2 separate regions of the Zea mays genome follow, and region 1 is linked to region 2. Evidence: chromatin contacts called from public Hi-C data. All regions are on one chromosome and are shown on one strand. Each heading gives the region's core, a stretch centred on a gene start, on an enhancer-like site or on the middle of the called end of the contact. The rest is flanking DNA. Distances are from core to core; before and after follow the strand shown.

Region 1 (2,700 bases), core at 126-2,625, 140 kb after region 2:
ATCTACATATTAAAATAAGATCATAGAAACATTAATCATTAATTTTGGAGTTACGGATTTTAAGTTATGAATTTCCAAAGGTTTTATGTGTTTGATACAAGATTAATTAAGACATAAATTTTAATATAGTTTGCATGTCAAAACAGAGAGAGACACTATGTGATGAACAGTAATATTTCAAAATTACAGAAACTAGAATGGGTCAATTTGGACTTAATATGAATTTTCTAGGAATTTTACAAGTTTCTGCAATTAATTTCATACTAAAAATCAATTTCCTTAATCATCTATTCCTTTTTACTGACTTCTGGACTGCGCACATGATTTAAACAAAACATAGGGTTCACTGCACAAATAACCCTAAGACTCATAGTTCCACTGATAGAACTGCGGGTTGAATCTCAATAAACCCAGGGACTCTTATGGAAGTGTGGCTTGGCAAAAGGGTATTTTGAACTTTGGGCCGCAGGATCGCACACCAACGGTGTGTATTAGATCGGCCCCGGGCCCGAACCGATACTCGCTCGCAGTCGTCGGATACAGATCCGACGGCCCAGACTATCAAGTGATCGCGATCGATCCACAAGCAAGAGATCGGAATCAGACGGACCAAGCTATTCGGACGAAACACTACCCTCGGATCTAATCTGCGTCGTAGATCTCACGATCGACGGCCAGAAACTCGTCGTCTACCTCAGCCATCCCGACCTGCGGCGCCTTCGTGCAAACCTAGATGCGGTGGACGCCATCGCCGGACTTCCGGATCCCGCGATCTAGCGCACTATCCTCCACTCTACGGGGTGCTACACAATCGAAGGGGGCTAGTGAACATGGCGCAAGGAGTACTCACCGGAGATGGCGCGCACAGGAGACCGGTCCGCGGTGAAGTGCGGATTGGCGCGGTCGCGGAGCTTTGACGAGAAATTGTCATCGGTGTGAGGATGATTTTCCCCCGCCGCACGAGCACACACCCGGTGGTACGATGACGCCTCCTGGCCCGATTCCCGGACCCCAACGGCGATGAAGTCGCGATCCAACGGTGGTGACCGACTCTCCCTCACGTATGGCGAATTTTCCTCATACGACGACCACGGTGCAGGGCTTGATGAGGCGAGGAAACAGAGAGGGGTTGCAGCCGTCAGCTTATGCCCATGGAGTGGGTAGGGTGGTTGAGGGCGAGCTGCTAGCGCAGGCGGGATCCACGGCGATAGCTCTAGGTCGTTAGCGTGTGGGGAGGAAGAACGTGCAACAGCACGTACGAGCAGATGACAAGGTGGGCCCGCGTGCCAATGGAAGAAAAGGGAGAAGCGAGCGCCACGGAGACTGCTCGTGGGCTCGTGCGGTCGGCGCCAGGAGCTCATAGTGATTTGGGCTACGCGGGGAAGAAAGAGAGAATGGGCCGAAATAAGACCGAGCAGCCCAATTAGCTGTTTTCCTTTTTCTTTTGTATTTTTCCCTTTTCTTTTTGATTTTCTTATTTGAATCTCCAATTTAAATTTGAATCCTCTTATGAGTTTCACCTTTGAGTCAAATGTACAAATTCAAATCCTTGTGTAGGAATAATATATTTTTATATACTTATTTTTATTCACATAGTATTTTCTTTCTTCTCTTTTCTCAAATCCTAGAATTTTCTTTAGATATTAAATTTTAATTTGGGTATTAATATATTTCATTTTACATTATTTTTATATTATCACAAAATGCACACAAAATGAAACCTCGGCATGAAGCATATTTCATTTAGGTGTCATTAGTTACTTATAATCTTTGAATGGGATTATTCTCATGCTCAATTAAATAGAGGCAAAACACTCCTATTATATGATGTACAAATTTGGGTATTACAAATCCTACCCCCTTAACAAGAATCTCGTCCTCGAGATTTAGGAAGGACTAGGGAAAAGATGGGAAATTCTATCTGAAGCTCTTCTTCTCTCTCCGAAGTAGCTTAATCTTCTCCATGATGACTCCATTGCACTTTGCACATCTTTATCACTTTATTTCTTGTAACTCAAGTCAAAGTGTCAAGAATCTTGATAGGATACTACGTGTAAGTTAGATCACCCTAAACACTTAGCTCTTCCATTGGTAACTGTTCTTCAGGGACACGGAGACACATCTTAAGTTGAGACACGTGGAATACATCATACACATCAGATAGATTATCAGGTAGCTCGAGTTGGTATGCCATCTCCCCAACTCGCCTAAAAATTCTGAAGTGTCTAATAAAGCGAGGGGATAATTTGCCTTTGACTTCAAATCTCTTCATTCCATGAAGTGGTGACACCTTGAGGTACACATGATCACCTTCCTCAAACTCCAGTGGTCTTCTTCTATTATCAACGTAGCTCTTTTGCCTAGTCTGAGCTACCCTCAAGTTTTCCCGAATTATACAGACTTGTTCTTCTGCCTCTTGAATAAGTTCAGGCCCAAAGAACTGTCTTTCTCCAGTCTGATCCCAATATAGAGTAGTCCTGCACTTCCTGCCATATAAAGCTTCAAATGGTGACATCTTCAGACTGGCCTGGTAACTATTATTATATGAGAACTCAACATATGGTAGACTTTTATCCCAACTGCCTCCATGCTGAAGGGCACAAGCTCTCAACATATCTTCCAATACTTGATTAGTCCTTTCAGTCTGGCCATTAGTCTGAGGATGGTAGGCCAAACTAAAATTCAACTTCGTATCTAGAT
Region 2 (2,700 bases), core at 147-2,646:
CTCGTTGCACAAAGGCATTAACACACAGTGTGCCCTACTCTTCCCACAACCAAACTTCCCCCTCAATTTAAAATCACCATCAAACTTCTTAACCTACAAAGAAAGATCATTAAAGCTAGACAATTTCTCAAACATTTCCACATCATATTACATATTCTCAAATTCCCATCTTGTTTAACTCTTCCACCATGAAACAAATGGTCTAAAATATCCATCTACTAAATCATTCGAGCAAACTACATCAATTCTTCAAAATTATTCTAAGAAATATAATCTAAACTAACTACCCAACTAAATATAACCTAAACATTGTTACTACATAAAACCTAAATATAACATAGATAATTAACACATGCATATAATCTAAAAAAACTAAGGGATGTTTAGCTTCTAGGAATTAATTTTTAGTCCCTCCATTTTATTTCATTTTAGTTCTTAAATTGCTAAATACGGATAAAATGGAATATAATGGAGAGACTAAAAATTAGTCGTTAGAAACTAAACACCCCAAAAATATAACTTACCGTTAAAATTACTAGCTAAAATTTCTGACAGTTATGGTAACCTAAAAATATGTCACATGCAACTAGTAGATGTGCACATAAAATAGAAGGCGGACTCACAAGTTTATAAACGTAATCTATCAACCTAAACTACTTTGCTTATATGTCCAAGTTAGATTTTACTTCAAAAATTAGGCAGAAGTATCACGTTGCAGTTGCAGCCTACCGTGCTAACCGGTCTGGCGTGATACGGCAGTGTGGTTGTGCTAAAAAAATTAGCATGGCCAAACAAGTTAGATTTGGAAATAAATTTACAATAGAATTATTTATTAAAAATATTTTAAAAATAAAAATTATAAAATTCCCTACCGCGAATTTGTTGCGATGTAACTTTGGGTTGGGTGTGTTTGATTAGAAGCGGGGGAGAATAGAGTGGTTCTATTCCAATTTTCTGGATGTTTGATTTCCAACAAAATAAGAGTGAAACGACTCCTGGATCTTCATATAAAAATTTACTATAAGTAGTTGAAATGCTTCCGCTCCACAAAAACGACCAATGCGAGCGCTCTCCCGGACGTGAGCGCTCTCTCTCCTCTCCTTCCCTCTACACTCATACGACTCTCTAACCAAACAAAGAATGGAACAACTCTGCTATATTCTAATTTTCAACCAAACAACAAATGGAACGGTTGTGTTCTTCTTGCCAAACGCAGAATAGAACAGCTTCATTCTCAAATGCTGAAATGAATCTATTCTATTCTATTTGACTCTTCAAACAAACGCACCTAAGTTAATGTTAACAGGTCGACGAATGGACCAAAATAGAATCAGGTGTCTGGGCTGCCACATGCAAGCCCATGGAGTACACACACAGAGAGAGAGAGAGTATTTGGGCAAGAATAGCTAAACCCATTAGTGCCTTGTTTGGGTGGGTCAAAGTTTCAGGCCAGTTCACGTGATTGGGCCAATGGCTCGACCCATTTGCCTCTCCTCCAACGATTGGAAAGATAGAATTTTCTCTATCAACTATAAAATCAGATATAGCTCCTCTTTCATCACTTAAAATCAAACATATGACCTTCCTAGTTGTTTGTCTCGATGATTTCACCCCTTTTCTTTTATGCTAACTTTGGTTGTTGTTTTTTTTTTGAAAAAACTATAGCAAATAACAGAAGATCATAAAAAAATTAATTTTATTGAACTTCACATGAATAGGTCTATACAGAGAACATACGATACTGTATGATTTAGTAAAAAAAATACTATAGATTAAGATATATGCTGTTCTATAATTAATTTATAGTTAGAGTTTCTATGGTCCAATTAATGTGATTTTTTGTTAAGATGTAGTAAAAATAAATAGATATATAACTTAGTAATACACGACACAATAAACATGAAAATTTCACTACAACTCAAACATACAGTGAATAGCGCACCATAATTTTTTTAGCACAACTGGACTATAGAAATTATAGTTACAAATCATTTACAAAATATAGAATCAAAGCTACAAAAAAACTTCATAATAAAGCATACCCTATAACTCATGTGGAGTTCAATACAAATATCATACTCACTAAATCATGTATGACCGAGTTATCGAAAGCATATATCTATAAATTAACAAAAACTTTATACTAAAGCATAATATATCATATGTTCAACAAAATTATATTTTCTTTTTTTATAATATGTTTATAATTTACTATATATTTTTTAAAAGTATTTAACCTAAATAAGTATAAAAAGTAGAAGCACTGAGACAAACATGCAGCGAGGTCATCCGTGCGGGTTTTAGAGGGTGTTGCTTCACTTCACAAAACTTTACTCAGCTTCAAAAACAACAACCAAACACCTCAGCTTCAAGAACTCTACTTCGCCAAAAAATGATAAAGTTGGGATTAACTTCAAGTTTTTCACAAAGCATAAAAAGGGATGCTTCACAAAAAATCTTTTTCAATAACCTTGTGAAGTTGAGGAGTAATTACCCACCATTGCCATCCATTACATAAGAAACTCTTCGTCCTTTCCTTTTTTTTCCTCCACGTCTTATCTCCTATCTCTTCCGCATGCAGGAGCTTTGTTTCCCCTCCATCTCCGTGTTTGCATATGGAGCCGCCTCCTTGGATGCGGGCGTCGTCGAGCATAAGCAATCGGAAGTGGATGCACTCGACGCTGCAGCAGGCGTTGTACG

The links. A called contact is a pair of places that touch in the nucleus more often than the background predicts.
Region 1: a Hi-C map of leaf shows a contact between it and region 2, with 7 times the contacts expected there. The contact joins the promoter of LOC118476959 here to the enhancer-like site in region 2. A contact is called at or near these places in 6 of 25 Hi-C or Micro-C datasets (bundle sheath, leaf, leaf mesophyll and 1 more).

What each region holds. Positions count from the first base shown.
Region 1 is chr4:154,860,653-154,863,352 of Zm-B73-REFERENCE-NAM-5.0, forward strand. LOC118476959 reads right to left here and starts at 1,376. Exons shown (of 2, transcript XM_035967362.1): 1 at 851-1,376. The coding sequence starts at 1,361.
Region 2 is chr4:154,721,860-154,724,559 of Zm-B73-REFERENCE-NAM-5.0, forward strand. No RefSeq gene overlaps it. Among protein-coding and RNA genes, the nearest start is that of LOC114108589, 57 kb to the right of the region's middle. Within about 2 kb of position 1,397, at least 15 of the 20 cell types and tissues checked have an H3K27ac peak or open chromatin away from gene starts, as enhancers often do. A contact at or near this core is called in bundle sheath, leaf, leaf mesophyll and 1 more, where this site is marked.